Linked DNA regions of Mus musculus: region 2 is linked to region 1. The links are chromatin contacts, called in public promoter capture Hi-C maps. All regions are on one chromosome and are shown on one strand. The core of a region is the stretch at or near the end of the contact, and the rest is flanking DNA. Distances in the headings are between cores, read along the strand shown. Region 1 holds the start of A530088E08Rik (RIKEN cDNA A530088E08 gene). Region 2 holds the start of Zfp799 (zinc finger protein 799).

Region 1 (4,246 bases), core at 1,069-3,568:
TGACATTTGCACTAGGTTCTGAACTGAAGTTTGAATTTCACCCAGCCAAGATGGAAGGGAAAGTATATGGTGTCTCTGAACAAAGGCTGGCAGATGAACAAATCAAGGGAAGGGCAGTAAAGGCTGGACGGAAGTGTCTGCAGTCAGTTAGGATCTATGGTGCTGGGGACTGAGCCCCGGGCTCGGCTTGTACTAAGCATACCCTCCACCAGTGGACTACCCCAATCCCCGCTGTGGGAGTAGTGGGAGATGCTGAGCTAGGAAGGAACATGCTTGTTTGGTAGAAAGCACTGTCTGGAGCCTGTGTAGTGGGCCAGCTCTGGCACTTTACAGGGCCTCAGAATACTGCTGCAGGGCTGGGCGCTTAGCCCAGTAGTAGAGCACTTGCCTTTTGTGTGTGAGTCCCTAAACTGGAAAAAAAGAAAGGAAGAAGGAAGGAAGGAAAGAAGGAAGGAAGGAAGGAAGAAAAAAAGAAAGAAAGAAAGAAAGAAAGAAAGAAAGAAAGAAAGAAAGAAAGAAAGAAAGAATTGGGCCTGGTGGTGCACACCTTTAATCCCCACAAACAGGAGACAGGGACAGGCAGATCTGTGAGTCTGAGGACAGCCAGGTCTATGCAGCAAGAGCCTATCTTGGAAAAAAAAATCCCCATAATATGAAACCACTTTTCTAAATATAACATGAAGGCTGAGCTGTTTCTATGACATTTATTTAGTTTGTGCTTGTGCACACACATTTGCCATGGCACAAGTGGAGGCCGGAGAACAGCTTGACTTTATTGATTTATTTGTGTGGGTTCAGGAAGGGGAAGGGCAACACTTAGGTGTCAGTCTCTCCTTGGCCATGTGGGCTCAGGGTTTCCACCAGGTGCTTTGACTTGCCGGTCACCTCGCCAGAGCCTCAGTTGTTTTGAGATAAAGCCTTGTTACATGGCTTACGCAGGCCTAGAACTCAAGACTGATCATCTTCCTGCTCCTGCCTTCCAAGTGCTGGGATTTTAGTAGTCCTAACCCTGATGAATGGAAGGCATTTCAAAACTTTCCAGGAAAAGAGCTGAACTAACCATGAGCTTCCAGCAAACGCCAGCTCAACCAATCTTTCTTTTTTTTAAAGATTTATTTATTTATTATATGTAAGTACACTGTAACTGTCTTCAGACACACCAGAAGAGGGCATCAGATCTCATTATGGATGGTTGTGAGCCACCATGTGGTTGCTGGGATTTGAACTCATGACCTTCAGAAGAGCAGTCAGAGCTCTTAACCACTGAGCCATCTCTCCAGCCCGGAACCAACCTTTTAGGTGTATTTTCAACCCGATTTTACCACTAGAGGTGATACATACAACTCTTCTTTTTTTCTTGGTGGTGGGTGTAAAACCCACAATCCCACAACCCCTCCCATGTTAAGCAAGTGCTCTATCACCGAGCCACATCCGAGGCCCTAACTCTTTCCTACAATTGGATCTCTTAGTATATGCTAGGCCCTGGTCTCTAATCTTCCTAGTGTCCACTAGTCTCCCAGTTCTCATTTTGCAGCAGGTTTGTAACTGTTCCTCCCCCACCCACTACAACGTGAACTCCACAGGGCAGGGAGTGTCATCTGCTTTGCTGACATCTCTCCTTAGTGCTTCACTCAGGGACCAATTCGATGCTCAAAAAACTTCTGCTTGGCCCAGCAAGATGGCTCAGCAAATAAAGGTGCTTGCCTCCAAGGCTGTCTGAGTTTGATCCCCAGGACTCACGTAATTGAAGGAGAGAACTGACTCCTGAAAGTTGTCCTTTGACTCCAGGAACCATGGCTTGCTTGCTCCTTTCTAATATAAATAAATAAATGCAGGTTGTCCTCTGACCTCAACACGTGTTGTGATAAAGGACACACACACACACACACACACACACTGAATGAACATCTGCTTGAATGAATGAATGAATGAATGAATGAATGTTGTCTTTAAGGCAGAGAAGGGGAATTTCACATTCAAGGAAACAAAGTAAGACATAGGCTATGTATATATGGCAGCTCAAATCCACATGTAGCCAACGGCTTGGTCTACTGGATACCGAAGACAACAACCGTCAGTGCCAAGAACAATTAGACATCCTCACAGTACTAAGGTGCATGCATCCATTCAATGCTCCTTTCTCAGCTGAACCCCAGCTGCCTACGGGTCCTGCCAGTCTTCCTCGCCCCAGTTTAGGGGGAAAGAGAGATGAGCGCTGCTAGGGGCCCCAGCCGCTTCCTGCTGGGCTTTCATACTCCCCACAACTTCCTGTGTCTAGAGGGCTGATGCTAGATTGACAGACAAACACCCAGGCTTCCGGCCACCCAGCCTAGCCCCAGCTGGATTGGGGGAGAGCGTACCTGGGGCCTTCGGATTTGGCTTGGGTTCCAGTGGTGCCACGTTCTTGTGCCTTCCCCACAGGGTCTTGGAAAACCGGAGGCGATTGGACCGTGACTCCTTAGGGGGTGCAGAGAGGACCCGACGAAACAGAGATCTGGGGGCTGGCTGGCTGTTCACCATGGGCTCCTGATGGCTCAGGGCCCTTCCCCAGCCTGCAAAGCGGCCCCAGCGGAACCCTCCAGCAGCCTTTTCCCCACTGCCTCCAGTGTGCCAGCGGTAGGATGTCAGCGGAGAGGGCAGCGAGGGCTGCGTTTGGGAATCTTCTTCACTCTGCAACGGTGGGTCCATGGCGGAGGAGTCTCTGCTGCGAGACCAAAAGGTTCTGAACATTGTCTGCCCACATTCTGGCTTCATCTTCCCTGGTCTCTTCTCAGCTTCGCCTCCAGGAACATACTTGAGGATGCCACACGTACACCCTCCCTTACCTTGATTTCCTGGCCAGTCCAGAACCAGCAGCCGTCTGTACTGTGCCTAGCTTCCTTCCTCAGAACCTAGCTCCACGTGACCCTGTCTTGTCTCCCCCGCCCCCCCCCCTTTACAGTCAGGCTGGGAGGGCATGATGGGGGCAGGATGCGGAGGTGGCGGGGTGGAAGAGAGGTTGGCAGTTCTGGCTTCTGACGAGAAGGTCTAGGAGGCAGTACATACTTCTCTTTGAGCTTCAGTTGCCTTCTGTGAAATGGGAACATCTTGGATAAATGCTGGCTAGCAAGGCCCCCTAAAGTCTCCTGGTGGCCGGAGTGTGGAAAGACTCACTTATGTAGGGAAGCTGCCACAATTTTATTGGAATGGATTTATTATTTGTGTGTGTGTGGATGCTATAGTGCTCATATGGTGATCAAAGGACAGCCATGTGGAGGTAGAGTCAGTTCTCTCCCACCTTTGTGTGAGATTGGAGGCTGGAACTCCGGATCGTACATGGCAAGTGACATTACCCGCTGAGCCATTCACCAGCCCCTCCACCTTGGGAGTGGAACCTAGGGCCTGGGTGCAAGGCCTATGCTCTATTACTTAGCCACATGCCTAGCCGTCTTTTCATTTTTTATTATACAGACCGGGCCTTGAGCTCACGGCATGTGTTGTAGCCCAGGCTGGCCTTGGACTCTTGGCTAGACGTTCCCCAAACCAGTGTTAAGTTAGAACTAAAGATTGCATGTTCGTGACAGTTGTAGCCCTCATTGTGCCACACCTCCAGTCCTTGTTCTAGCATGGTTATGTGGCTCTCCTCAGATCCAGTATTTCCCCTGCTAGGCAGACATCCAATAGACATGGCCACCAACACTGCACCTAAGGACTCCATAGACCCCAGGTGTCCACTGACAGCTGGACAAATACTCAGTGACATTTCCACACCGAAGAGTATCGTATAGCAAGGAAAATGAATAAATTCTTTAACTAATGATGTCAGACGAATCACAGTGCGGAACAAAAGCAAAAGCTGAAGAGTATACCCTGTGTGAGTTCAGTCATCTAGTATAGAGTCCTAACCTTTACTCAGAGTGATAACTACACACACACATAAAAATCTAGTACTTAGGAATCTGAGGCAGGAAGCTTGTGAGTTCAAGGGGGAGCCAGGGCTCTCCTGCAAGACCCTGTATCAAAGAATAAAAAAACTAAAGAAGAAAGAAAGAAGGAAAGAAAGTAAGAAAGAAAGAGAGAAAGAAAGAAAGAGAAAGGAAGGAAGGAAGAAAAAAAAGAAAGAAAGAAAGAAAGAAAGAAAGAAAGAAAGAAAAGTAAAGTAGTGAGAAGTTGAGAACCAAGCATGTGACAACATGACAAGCCACAGACTTGGGGCTGGAGAGACAGCTCCGTAGTGAAGTGTGTGGCTGTCCTTATAGAGGACCAG
Region 2 (4,246 bases), core at 849-3,348, 430 kb after region 1:
TATTTTGTTCCCTATTCTAAGGAGGAACGAAGTATCCACCCATTGGTCTTCCCTCTTCTTGATTTTCTTGTGTTTTGCAAATTGTATCTTGGGTGTTCTATGCTTCATTCACCACTGTTTTTAACTTCCTTCAAGAGAAGCCCTCTGGCCATCTGTAGGGAAGCTTTTCAATCTTCCATGTGGGGCTTTATTCTATTGCAATAGCCCATTCATATCCAGTCATGTCTTACCCCATGAAGATTTTTTCATGTTAAAACGTTTAGAAACAATCCAAGGCAGTAATACTTATGATAAAGACCAATCTGAGCAAGCCATGCACGTGACCAGTAATACTTATGATAAAGACCAATCTGAGCGAGCCATGCACGTGACCAGTAATACTTATGATAAAGACCAATCTGAGCAAGCCATGCACGTGACCAGTAATACTTATGATAAGGACCAATCTGAGCGAGCCATGCACGTGACCAGTAATACGTATGATAAAAACCAATCTGAGCGAGCCATGCACGTGACCAGTAATACGTATGATAAAAACCAATCTGAGCGAGCCATGCACGTGACCAGTAATACTTATGATAAAGACCAATCTGAGCAAGCCATGCACGTGACCAGTAATACTTATGATAAGGACCAATCTGAGCAAGCCATGCACGTGAATTTTCCTTTTCAGTAAGTCCAGCAATGTCAAAAGGGTTTGGAAAGTCAGGCATTTATTGAGAGTTATAAGAATCCTTAGGCTAAGAATACAAGTCATGGAATTTAGAGGAAACTTCCCTTGAGTGAAACCCATAGGCATGTTCTCATAGGACTAGCGGATGTCACTGAAATGTGAGAGAAGACAGGGTGGGGTGGGGCTGTTCTGGGATACTCTGTGCTTTGGGAACTATCAGCTTTCTGGCCTACATGACTGTTTTGTTAAGCAAAAACTCTGCACTGGTTTATTCTGAATATCAATATCAACAAAGAACAAATAAAGGCACAATTTAATAATCTGTCTCAATAATGACGCCTGACAATATACCAAATCATATATACATGCACATAAAACTCACCAGCCTAACCAGATATAACCCCCTGCCTGAGACTATAGAAACTGCAACAAGCTGGTTGACGGGTCATAGGGTCAATTGTCAAAAGCCAGAAAACTTATCACAGGAAAAGCCCCGTCTCTACCCTAGGACTCCAGCTCTAGGACCTCAGCTCACTTCAAACAGGCCTTCTAACAACAGCCTGTGCTCGGAACGTGCATTGGACATTCTACACCCTCACTGATAAGTCTTACCAGTTCTCTGCCTCCAACTTGAGAACCTCCTATATTTTCAGCCTTTCTAACCATTTAGTAACTTGCACTTTGTATACCATTGTGTTAAATGGTCATGTGTTACCTGCCTATTGATAGTAATACTTAAGATAGGGATAAATGCATCGTGGTTGCCAATGGCCAGCTCTCAAGGATAACCAGGTGTACTCATCAAATCCTAGCCGATAAAGGCTGAGAAATGACTGACTGTTAAGTAAATTGGGACACTGAGCAGACATAAATGCAGCCTACTTTTTTTTTTTTTTTTTTTTTTTTTTTTTTTTTTTTGACAACGTGCATAGAACCCGGGCTCACCTCGCGGTTTTCCTACAAATCCCCTTACAAGAGCCCAAACCCACGGTTCCCCACGACTCTCCGCCTACACCTCCCAGACTGCGGAGACGCAGGCTGCAAGCGCCCAGCTGACCTGAGACCCCGCAGCACTGAGCTCTCAGCAAAGGACAGGACCGCAGCTCTGCCTGCTGGTCCAGCTCCATCCAGAGGGACCCGGGCAGCGCGGCCCAGCAGAGCAGATGAGATGCAGACTCAGCTGCCCTGGAAGGCCGCGTCCCCACTGCCGCCTCCGCTTACAGTAGCCTCCTCCCTACAGCCTGCGCACGCACCATTTCCAGTCACCGGGTGTCCAGGTGACCTCCTGCGATTCCCGCTGTCAGTAGGGGGGACAGAGATACCGAGGAGAGAGACCTGGGGGCCGCAGTCAAAGACACAGGACGACAATATGGCGGGGACACACAATGGCACCCCAAATGTTGTGCTTTCTACGTCACCGAAGACCGAAACTCCTCATTGGGCAGTTCACACAGCTACCAAACGTTCTCCTTGATTGGCCAACAATCCGTGAGCCTGCCTCCTGAATCCTGAGTGACAATAGAAACATCTCCTTCCTCCCTGGAAGACTTCACAGTTGACCCTGGTTCCTACTCTGGAGAGCACCTGGCCCCACCAAGGTTTTTTCTCAGATGCACTACTTTTATCGTTCCTTTTTGGTACATTTATTTATAGCTCATGTTTCAATATCACCACACAAGATATTTTGATGATCCCAGAAGGGCAAAAGTCAAAGGGTTGGGGCTAGGGAGATGGCTCCTTTGAAGTTCTTCTGGAGAACTCGGGTTGGCTTTCCAGAACCTCATCGTGGTTCACAATTGTCTGTAACTCTTAATTCCAGGGGATCTGATGCCTGATGCCCTATTTTTGCCTCCAAGGGCACCATGCATGCAATGGGTGCACAAACCATACCTGCAGGAAAAATATACCTGCACACACACACAAAATAATAAAATGAAAAAAATAAAAATAATCAGCCTCCTTCCTCAAAAGCACAGGTCTTCCAAACCCCCTCATGTATCATCTCATCAAACAAGCAAGCGACAACAAATTTCTGCTTTGTGTTGGCCAGCTGCTCCCACATACGGGGCCTCATTTGGAGTGTGGTTGATGTTCCCTGTGTCACTCCATTAAGGAAAAACAATTTTCGCTCTCCTAGCATCTTGATTAGGAGTGGGACTTTGCTACCACTTCCCCTTCCCTGGGCTGGGATTTTTGTCTAACTTTATTGAACTTATGTAGGTCTTGTACATGTAGCCACTGTCTCTCTGAGTTCTTATGTGCACCAACCCTGCTTATCTGGAAAACACTGTTTTCTTGAAGTCACCCATCTCCTCTGGTCTTACAAACATTACACTGCCTCTTCTACAGAGATCTCTACCTTCATTAGATTTTTTTTTCCTTTTTTGATTCTTCAGCTAAGACAGTAAGAAATATGATGTCATACAGACCCTAAGAAAACACAAATGCCAGCCCAGGCTACTATATCCAGCAAAACTCTCAATTACCATAGATGGAGAGAGCAAGATAGTCCATGACAAAAACAAATTTACACAATATCTTTCCAAAAATCCAGACCTAAAAAGGATAATAGAAGGAAAACTCCAACACAAGAAAGGAAAGTACACCCTAGAAAAAGCAAGACAGTAATCTTCTTTCAACAAACCCAAAAGAAGACAGCCACACAAACATAATTCCACCTCAAACAACAAAAATATCAGGAATCAACAATCACTATTTCTTAATATCTCTTAACACCAATGGACTCAATTCCTCAATAAAAAGACATAGACTAACAGACTGGATACATAAACAATCCAGAATTTTGCTGCATACAGGAATTGCACCTCAGTGTCAAAGACAGACACTACCTCAGAGAAAAGGGTTGCAAAACAATTTTCCAAGACAATGGTCCCCAAAACAAGCTGGAGTAGCCATTCTAATATCAAATAAAATTGACTGTCAACCTAAAATTATCATAAAAGATAAGGAAGGACACTTCATACTCATCAAAGGAAAAATCTACCAAGAAGAGCTCTCAATTCTGAACATTTATGCTCCAAATGCAAGGGTACCCACATTCATAAAAGAAACTTCACTAAAGCTCAACACCCCACTCTCAGCAATAGACAGATCATGGAAACAGAAACTAAACAGAGACACAGTGTAACTAACAGAAGTTATGGACCAAATAGATTTAACAGATATCTACAGAATATTTCATCCTAAAACAAAAGGATATACCTTCTTCTCAGCACCTCATGGTATGTTCTCCAAAACTGACCATATAATCCATCACAAAACAGGCCTCAGCAGATACAAGAAGACTGAAATAATCTCATGCACCCTATCAGATCACCATGGACTAAGGCTGGTCTTCAACAACAACAAAAACAACAGAAAGCCGACATACCCATAGAAGCTGAACAACACTCTGCTCAATGATAACTTGGACAAGGAACAAATAAAGAAAAAACTTTTTAGAATTTAATGAAAATGAAAGCACAACATTACCCCAAATTATAGGACACAATGAAAGCAGTGCTAAGAGGAAAACTCATAGCACTGAGTGCCTCCAAAAAGAAACTGGAGAGA

The links. Promoter capture Hi-C pulls out the DNA fragments that hold promoters and counts their contacts.
Region 2: a contact with region 1 is called in a promoter capture Hi-C map of stem cell-derived epiblast-like cells, with 3 times the contacts expected there. The contact joins the promoter of Zfp799 here to the promoter of A530088E08Rik in region 1. A contact is called at or near these places in 3 of 39 promoter capture datasets (cranial neural crest, hippocampal neurons and stem cell-derived epiblast-like cells).

The regions. Positions count from the first base shown.
Region 1 is chr17:32,400,696-32,404,941 of GRCm38.p6, forward strand. It overlaps A530088E08Rik (RIKEN cDNA A530088E08 gene), which reads left to right and starts at 2,319. Exons shown (of 1, transcript NR_029458.1): 1 at 2,319-4,113. Rasal3 (RAS protein activator like 3) reads right to left here and starts at 2,886. Exons shown (of 18, transcript NM_001374604.1): 1 at 2,826-2,886; 2 at 2,361-2,704. The coding sequence starts at 2,688.
Region 2 is chr17:32,828,163-32,832,408 of GRCm38.p6, forward strand. Zfp799 (zinc finger protein 799) reads right to left here and starts at 2,099. Exons shown (of 4, transcript NM_177359.5): 1 at 1,927-2,099. The coding sequence starts at 1,929.